Linked DNA regions of Mus musculus: region 2 is linked to region 1. The links are chromatin contacts, called in public HiCAR-type maps. All regions are on one chromosome and are shown on one strand. The core of a region is the stretch at or near the end of the contact, and the rest is flanking DNA. Distances in the headings are between cores, read along the strand shown. Region 1 overlaps Gm42294 (a long non-coding RNA gene). Region 2 has its middle 41 kb from the start of 8030451A03Rik.

Region 1 (4,964 bases), core at 826-3,325:
CCTGATGGTCTGTGGTCTCCTTCTCTTTTCTTCTGCACATACTAAATTACAAACAGTATGAAGCCATAAGGCCACAGTGGCATGTCAGGCTCTGCCAAGTGCCATGTGTGAGACGGATAAGGCTAACAGACTCGCCAAATATTTGCACTATTGAGTTGAAATAGAGAGTACAATAAGGGAATTACTAAATAATTGCCAAGTGATTGTGATAAAGGTTATAAAGGAAACAAGAAAGGCTTTGGGGATTTAAAAACAAAGACAGGGCCTTTATCACAAGCGACTCAGAGTTTGTATCCCAGACACTTATTGCACACTTCAAAGTTTAGGTAACATTGGGTTTGTGACCTCACAATACGATCATCGGCTAATAACAAGTGTGACTCACTCTAATTCCAGACCTTTGGGGGTCAAAGACCAAGGAGGCCAAAACACTGGCCGGCTGCCAGCTGTCTCTGGGCCAAAGCAAGTAAGCTGCACCCTGGGCTTGGCCCGCATGCTCCATTCCATGCACTTAGACAGTAAGTGTTTCTCTTACAGCTGCTGCAAGAAGGTCCAAAATCCCTTCTCACACAGTTATTCAAAAGCATGCCCATCTAAGCTTTACTTGCCATGCTCCAAGGATCTCTCTTAGTCTTTACCTTTGCATAAGAAAATGTAGTCTAAAATCACAAGGGAAATAGTAAGCTATGTTCCTCTTCCCAAGAGTTTTAGGGGTGGCGGTGGTTAGGAGATGGGCCCTAGATGACAGTGTCTGTTTAATAGAACGTAAAGAGAGGTTCAAAGAGGAAGAAGCTAAAGGAGTCATAGAATACAGGGGCTAAGCATGTCTGAATAGGCATACTATGTACCTAACCCTTAGATGTTTCCCCAAGGGGAGTATGGTCCCTGAACTAAAAGGTCAGAGAAACCCCACTGTGGAGACCTCACGCTAAGACTAAATCCCTAGAAGTACCTATGGCTCTGATGCAGACAGGCAGAGGGGAGTGGAGTCCAAGGCCTTTGGGACTTGCCATTCTCTCAGGGCAATCACACCTAGTCCAGCTATTCAGGGATGCAATGTATTTTGGAGACATCTATAATTCCAATCAAGTGTCCCAAGACAGACTAAGGTCTCAGACAGGTCACATTTATCCCCACACTTAATAACTCAGTAAGACTGACTTCTGAGGCTCATAGTGTTCTTATATTAGTCAGTTCTCTCTTACTGTGGCAATACACCTAAAGGAAACCCACTTCAAGGAAAAGAGTGATTAGGGCTCATAGTGTGTCATAGTGTGTTCACAACCCTCCATAATTCCAGTTCCAGGGGATCTGAAGCCCTCTTCTGGCCTCCATCGGCACCAGTCACACCTGTGGTATACAAATGTGCATGCAGGCAAAATACCCATGCACATAAAATAGAAAATAAAATATTATTCAAAGGTGGGGGAGGGACAGGGATAGATGCTGATTTCATCAAACAGATACTCCAAGAATTCTGTGGCTTTGTTAAATGAGAGATGAAACTCAGGACTGATAAGGTGGCTTTGTGATTAAGCACTGACTTCACAGGCCTAAATCTCTGAATTTGGTCCCCAATACTCACGAAAAGGTGTAAAAAGGTAACCCCAAAAAAACTAAGTCAAAAAAGTTGAATGAGGACAAAGGCACAGTCATAAAAGAAGATATAAATTTATTTATATGATAGCATGTCAACTCTATCATAAGTTAGTTTTTTATTGTAGTAGAAAAGCATATAAAATGTGACTGTGATGGAAAAGTATATAAAATATAATAAATTATAATATATAATAGAAATATAAGACCCAAACATAATAAAAACATAAGACCCCCCAAAAAAAAGTTGTCCTCTAACTTGCAAACATGTGTCATGGTACAAACACACACACACACACACACACACACACACACACGTAATACTACTACTAATAATAATAATTTTATTTTAAAAAATGAAGAAGGAAACCAAAATAAATAAATAAAAATCATACTGAAAACTCCTGGACATTTCCCTGTGCTTCCCCCACAGTCCCTGAAAGTGAATTCCAAAAGGTTAAGTGTGGTTTCACTACAAGTGTGGGTGTCAGTTTCATCAAGAAGGGAAGAAAAAGCCACTCACGGTGAACGTTGAGTCCTCACTCAAAACCACAAGAGAAGAAAATGAAATACAGCAGAGCAAACTCTGTGCTAAGAGACTCAGGGCCGATAGTTTCTTTTGCCTGTTTGCTTGTTCAGTCCATGTATCAGACCAATTGACTGTTGATTCAGCCAAGCCTAAGCTTCTAGGTCCAGGCATTTCTCTAAGGTCTGAGAAATCAGAGATAAAGAAGAGCCTGGAACTTTTGTTTCTAGCCATAACACATTAATGGCTAAACATCACAGTTCTATGTGACCTTGTCACTGTAAAACTAGACAACATACATGCAGTATCTACTTTGCTCACTTAATAGCAGCCCACACAGAACTTTGATCCTAAAAAGAAGTAAGTATCCAGCTTCTGTTCCCCCTTTACCACCCTTTTCTACCCATCTAGTTTCCTAACGGGAACTCTAGAAAGAGGAACCCAAAAGACAGCGCAGACTGTCTACAAGGTGAGTGCTTACCCACCTTGGGTTTGGGGGCTATGGTGTTAAGCTTGTATTAGTCAACTGGACACCATCTGGAGTCACCTGGGAAGGGAGTTTCAGTGGGGTACTGTCTAGATTAGGTTGGTCTATAGGCATGTATGGGAGAGATTTTCTTAACTGGGTTAATTGAAATGGGAAGACCCACCTTGAAAGTGTGTCACACCATTTCACAGGCTGGCTCTGGACTGTAAGGAAAGGAGAGAGCTTGCCAAGAACTGGTAAACATGCACTGTTTCACCCCTCTGTGCTCTTAACTTGTGGATGTGATCCACAGTTGCTTCAACAGTCACCTTGACATTCCCTGCAGAGATGAACCGTAACCTGGAGTGTGTGTGGGGTGGGGGGGAGGCAAATGAACCTTCCTTTCTATTTTAAGTTGTTTTTGTCAAAGTATTTCCATCTTTAACCTAATGATGCCTATCCCATAAGATATCCCATCAGAGGCTGTTGAGGTATTCATGGAGAAGCACACAAAGAAGGATGCTGGAGATGGAGAAGAAGGAGCTACAGAGATATTCAGACGGGACTAGGTACATACAGAAGTGTTGTTTAAAATGACTTAATGTTAAAATGTTTAAATGTAGAATCCTAGCAGCTTACCTACTACAGGGATAAAATGAAGCTATCACAAGCCATCACATAGTCAGGTCGCTGTAACCCTAGGAACAACAGAAAGGCCACATTTAGGAGTAGCCTACACTACATTGTACTTATCCCTATAAAGCATACCGTGAGGAGAAAGTTCAGTCGTGGAATATTTGTTTGGTATGCAAAAGCTTCAGTCCCTAGCCCTGGGGTGAACAAAGAAGCCTGGCATCTGATAAATTCTGACAGAATAAAAGAAAGACAGACAAACACCAACAATACAAAGTGATGGTTTGAATGAGAGTGACCTAAAAAACTCATATATTTGAGAGCATAGATTCCAGTTGGTAGAACTATTTGGGAAGGCTAGGAGATGTGAGTGGACTTGTTGGAGGATATGGGCCACTGGAAATGGGCTTTGAGAATAAAAAGAAAAAACTCATTCCCTGTTAGCTTGTTCTATCATTATCTGTCTGTCTGCTGCCTTCTTGCCCCCGCCCCCCCCCTCTCTTCTTCCCTCTATGTCTCAAGCTTACTTGCAAACTAGGATAAATATATCCTACTATACACTACTGCTACTGCTCTAGCACCATGCCTAACTATCTGCTACCATGCTACTCTTAATGATAGTCATAGCAAACAATGGTAGAAATAACTTCTAACTGCTTAACACATCTTAACACAGTTGATGAAAGGTTACATCTTTCATCAACTGAAGGAAGTGATAAGTGAACACAAGGCCCCACCCAAATCAAGCCATTCTGCACACGGGAGGCAAAACAGAGATTAGTGTGTAGGAAGGGAAGCATTGCAGGAACTTAGGCATCTGCAGAAGAATTCAATCTTAAGAATGTCATGGGATAAGAGGGCTCACGACTTTGCCAATCTCCCATCAGAAGGATAATCACTTCCACTTGTTCTTCCAGAGATACCCCTCACCTACCAAAAAGTTTTGGAAACTTTTTTGGGGAAATTTTTTTCTTTGGAAATTTTAACAAACAAATAAACAAACAAAAAAGAAAAACATGCTAGGGGTGGTGAAAATTCCACATGCAACTGTGAATTAAATGCAGTCCTGTTCCTGTGACTAAAATATGCAGGTTATGGTATATGCATGGTAGAGTGTGTATTGAATTCCTATCTTGGTGGTAAGTTAGAGTCTCAGTCAAGGAAGAGAATTTTTCCCCACAAGAGATGCTAAAACAAATGAACCAGAAAGAGAGAGAGAATATTCTATTAAGATGTTTACTCTCAGAAGAAAAAAAACATAATCAAAATCAAAATATACAGCATGAAAAACGATCAACTGAAAGATCAACTCTATCCATGAGATACACTAACACTGTAAAATATATTTAAAATGATTCTACCTAAACCTGTTACACAAATGATTTTAAAGGAAAAAGAGAGAGACAGCTTTTCCTCCTTAGAAAAGCCCTCCTTGTAAGAGAGTCTTGAGTACATGTGAACTTCTGATAGGTTGAGAATTTCACTTCCCAGGCACTCCAATTGGTGATAGCTATAAAAAGAGTTAATGTGAGAATAGAAGTTCATGATGCTTGGGAAATCATAACAGTGACTTCATCTTTAATAAAAGTTTAGTAAAGGTCGAACAAGCAGGAAACGTTGAACCCAAAAGAGCCCATAAGGTTTTTAATGTTTTGAATTTTGCCAATGTGAAAATACAATGCATGATTGATTATAACTAATATCTTTGACTTCACCTCTTGATCTCAAAGTTTTAAACAGCTG
Region 2 (4,708 bases), core at 1,882-4,381, 230 kb before region 1:
TCAGAGGGAGAGAAGGCACATCCACTGACCTCTCAAAGCATCACTGATGCTGAAGGTCCTTAAGAGCATGAAGGAAAGGAGAGGGGAGTTTCCCAGGCATGCTGGGGGCAGCTCCAGCATGGCCTCCCTCTCTTGTGTGCTCAGGAGTTGCTCAAAAGGACCAAAGGAGGCCTTGGTTGTCCCCAGAGCCATCGTCTTTGCTCTGTAGATTTTCTTCTCACTAAGGACTTAATAAGTAGCTAGCAGAGGAGAAGAAGAAGAGGCCCTCAGTGTACGAAAAGAGCCTCAGAGTCAGAAAGAGAGTAGAGCCAACTTCAAAGAGGCTGAGGACCATGCTCCACTGGGTGCCTTTCAGATGAGCAGGAGATCCAGGTGTGGACAGATGTGTCAATCCAAAAACCCGAGTGAAGCGCATTAGGTGCCTTCCACTCCATGTGACTGATGAGACCTCAGAGCAGACTGCAGATTCTTGAGTATGTCCATCACTGTGCTTTGATGGAGAGGAGCACTGAATCCCTTCCACGTCTACTGGACCACCACTGTCATGTCTCAAATATCCACTCCCACCACTGCAGCACGCCACGGGTAAAGAATCCTCAATGCCACATCTACCATTAGATGGATAGGCACCCCATTACAAACTCTTCATTAATAAATCAATTTATACTGCCCGGAGGATACTTGGAATTCAGAGGTCACATCAAGCCTTGTAGAAAAGAAGTTTTCACTCTGTTGACAGATGAGGTATTATATCTGCCATCCTTAGAATGAGGTCTATGTAGGCCTCCAGGAGAGTGGAGAGAATAGAAACTACCTCTTGAGAAAATGATCATTGATAAAGAACAGAGATGTGATGTTTGTTTTAAAACAACCTCTGTCATAAACAGAGTAGACTTGCTTGCTGAGTGATAGAGAGAAACAGAATCTAATAATGGATTCCACAAGAAAACAAAATAGGCTAAGGGAGGAAGACTTGGAAAGACCAAAGTCATACCAAGAAAGAGATTCTCATAGCAGCAGCAAGCCCTTGACTTGACATGGCAAGGGCCTCAGGTACTAATGGTAACTAGGTGAACTGCAATCTGCCCTCACCCCCAGCCCTACGGTATCTCCCTTCTAGGCCTCTGACTTGGTTCTCTCTTGCTTCCAAGGTGTTGAAGATGTTTCCTCTCCAGGTTTTCAGTCTCTAGCCTGCATCCCAAGTGCAATGGACTGAGACAAGCATGAAGATTTGAGACACTGGGAAATGTAAGCACTCTTCTTTGGAGAACAAAGGAATTCTGAAAGAGCACGTCCCCAGAGACCACATACACAGGAGCTACCCCTACAAAGTGATGAACCCCAACACCTCTGATTTAATCCATATTCCCACAAATGTGCTTCTTACTGAAAGAAAAAAAAAAGCAGTCAGCCCCAGACATGACGAATGTCTCTGTCTCCTGGGTTGGAATCACTTTTACAAGAAATTATTCTTGGGCAAATTTCTCTGTTACATGAGCCTTTCCAAACCTCACCTAGGAAGCTGCAAGAAACTTGGAACGCAGTCAGAGGCGCGTGCCTATAAAGGAGATCTTTACCATAAAGAGATCGTATCCCTCTCTTCCTTGCCCTAGACACCACATAATCCTTTGTTTTCTCTTCCCCCAAGTAATCCACAGAGTATTCCAGTGGAACTTAAGTCACTCGATGTGCATCTTATAACAGATGCTTTCAATGCTAAGACGAGAGTCTGGGTAAAGTAGGACCCCTGACCATGCAGTCAGGAAACTGCCTCGCCTGCCAGACAGTGAGTGTGTTGGAAACAGGAATTATGTCTTTGAGTCTTTGTGGCAGTCATCACTGTTGAGAAAAGTAGCAGTGCTCATGAGTGAATGGACCATCCGTCTCTTTCAAATCCTGGTTCTACAATGGAACTAGCCATCTACATTTGGTCATGCTCCCTAATGATTTAGGGTTTTCAAACGTTTTCTTTTATAAAACACAAATGATAACTGTCTCATATAACTACAATAAATGCACCGCTGTACCTACAATACAGAGCTGCACCGTAGTAAATGACAAACAGTATCTTGGCTATACTCCCCGCAGCCATCCTTCACACAGACTAAATGATCAATACCCATTTGACTGGCTGGTCAATAGGTGGAGCTAATGTGAGTGCTTTCGGTTAATTTAAGTGGAAGCCTGAACAGGCCAGGTCAAGTGCCTCGTGCCTTTTAGCTGCTTTACAGAAGAGCATGAAGCAGGCAAAGAAAAATGAATGTTAACTCTAAACATACCTAGTTGAGTGTGAGAAGCAGACAAAATTATATCTCACTTCCATTATGACTTCTAATTTGGTACTCTAGTCTCATGAAGCAAAGGCCCAGGTCCTCCAGAGAATCACATAAGATGTCTACCTCTGGTGGCTGGTCATGACAAAGCTGATTATGGAAAACTATACTCAAAGTCGTATATCCTTTAGGGAGTCACAAGAGATATCCCTACAGCATCCGGTGCCCTCACAAATATACCTGCAGACAAATATGTGTGCAGTGCTGCTCAGGATGTCAACTGTCTATCAGTTGGCAGCTCCCAGGTTAATTTGCTACAAGGACAGAGTTATTGCCTTTCAGTCATCATGGCTCAGGTCTATGCTGTGGTCTATTTGTTCTAGTTCCTTCCACCAGTCTCTCTTCTCCTTTTCACGCCAATGATGTAATTTGCTCTCTGTTTTACCCATACACCACTAAAAATTCTTCCACAAAGAATAATATTTAAGATGTGAAATTGTACAGATTCCCATTTTGTAAAAGCTCCTTGGTGTTTCTTCTTTAGGTCCTCCATTTTGACACGAAAGATGGAGCTAAAAATAAAACAAGCCCTGATTGACAGCAGTTCCTGTTACAGCTGCTGTCCATATCAAAGTTCATTTAACCTTCACCACCACCCTATAGTCTCCATTCTACAGAGCTGGAAACTGAGGCAGGTTTGGCCAGTGTCACTGAGGCGGTGGTCTGCTTTATGCAATCGGAATTAAGTGAAACACGCTGACTTGAAACCTTACTACCCAAGTGGTGGCAATGGTTGTGAACATGATTAACAGCCTCAGCCTGCACATCTGAGCTGACAAGAGGGCCACACCCCTTTCCTGTGACCACTAACATCAACTCTACCAGGAGGGAGTACAGACTCTAAATGCAGAAGTGATAGAAACCAGGGGGTTACTTGTTGTTATAAGTCTATTTGGAGGAGAAAAAAATCCTTAAGGCAAAAAGACATATGCCTTGATGATTTCTCTGCCTGCAGGGTGGATGCAGCACTCTGTAGCCTCCCCTGTGGAGGGGAGATAGTTCCCTGCAGCACAGAGAATTGAGACAAGATCATGAGGTCACTATCAAGTGGAACCTATATCCTCAGCTCCGGGAATGTGAGACACTGTGTTCAGAGAAGCTGTACAGGCATGCTTGTCTACCTGCAGCCTAGAGAGTCCATGCTGGTAGAAGATGTCTTCACATGCCTCTTCATTCCAGGCCCTCCAGGACACCCGGGGCAATTTTAGGCTACACACATGAGTCTACAGAGGCTATAGAGATGAGACCCAAAAATCCCTGTGTTCGTTCCTGAAGTCCCACTATGTTTAGGTTTGGAGAACAGACTGTAACCACACAGAAATCTGCACTAAGGCTGTAAGGAAGTCATCACTTTCTCCAGCCTCCAATGACATCATGCACCTGGCTACACTGAAGAAGAGGAACCAGATACAAAATTCTCCATGCCAGCCCACCTCCACCTGTGCATATAAGTCTGGGTCTGTCCTGTCTCTGAGTGACAACCTATTGCTGCCTCCCTCTGAACCTCTGATAGTTGGTCTCTGTGCCTTTTGTGTTCAACTCTGTAGAATTCCCTGCCCTCACCTCTTGATGTCCTCCACCCCACACGTAATAATCATCTGAGCCATCGCATGCTTTATTACCTGCTTCTTACCCTGGAATCTGACCTCTCTATATAATTGCCCAAGTCAAGTCTGGCATCAGTCTTGCTTGAACCTCTGCCATGACCTGGACATGCTGTGAGCTGGTAGGTTTTAACCCAGATACTAGAAAAGGGTCATGAAGAAAAACTGGCATTGGATAGAGGAACCACAGTAGCCTCCTTCAGACAGAATGTCAAGAGGGCTATCTCTAAAACTGGGACATTTGAATCTAAACATGCATGATGGGAGACACAGTTCTTGCAAGAGGCCTGGAGTGGGGAACAGCTTGGTAACAAGGTAGCATCTACGGACACATTTTCATATTTAATCTGCAATACATATGCACATGCTCTCCCTCCAAGCCAGTGGGTCTCCACGTCTCTGCCTCAGGACTTTCTCAAGAGCTTGGGAGTCCAGTTTGTCTAAGCCAAAGTCATTTTCAAAGTGTAAAATAATGGGGGACTCTATTCCAGTTCAGGGGAGGAAGAGTGGAGGAGTGTCAAAGGTTTCTGTCCTATAGCAAGGCAATTGGGAGGCATTGTCAACCTGCCCTTGGGGGGGACAGAGTCAAGGCTACTCAGAACAGGAAACAATTGATTGTGCAACCCATGTCAACTGTTTTCCTTCCCTGTCTCACTCCACCTACTCCCTCACCCTGATCTTGGGACCATCTTTTGTGCCTTGGTCTCAGGCTCTGCCCTAAAGCCTAATGAGCTCAGAAGGAAGCGCACTGTGGTCGGAACATATGAGACT

What was found. HiCAR-type assays count read pairs that join an accessible place to other places.
Region 2: a HiCAR-type map of Th17 cells shows a contact between it and region 1, with 6 times the contacts expected there. The contact joins two enhancer-like sites. A contact is called at or near these places in 1 of 15 datasets of contacts at CTCF or cohesin (large pre-B cells), 2 of 484 Hi-C or Micro-C datasets (bone marrow-derived macrophages and ventral hippocampal neurons) and 4 of 115 datasets of contacts at active chromatin or transcription factors (Th17 cells, bone marrow-derived dendritic cells, memory CD8 T cells and 1 more).

The regions. Positions count from the first base shown.
Region 1 is chr4:63,713,577-63,718,540 of GRCm38.p6, reverse strand. The region is part of intron 1 of Gm42294 (a long non-coding RNA gene); the gene reads right to left. Among named protein-coding and RNA genes, the nearest start is that of Gm42294, 20 kb to the right of the region's middle. Within about 2 kb of position 2,075, at least 6 of the 459 cell types and tissues checked have an H3K27ac peak or open chromatin away from gene starts, as enhancers often do. A contact at or near this core is called in Th17 cells and bone marrow-derived dendritic cells, where this site is marked.
Region 2 is chr4:63,941,489-63,946,196 of GRCm38.p6, reverse strand. No RefSeq gene overlaps it. Among named protein-coding and RNA genes, the nearest start is that of 8030451A03Rik, 41 kb to the left of the region's middle. Within about 2 kb of position 3,131, at least 28 of the 459 cell types and tissues checked have an H3K27ac peak or open chromatin away from gene starts, as enhancers often do. A contact at or near this core is called in Th17 cells and bone marrow-derived dendritic cells, where this site is marked.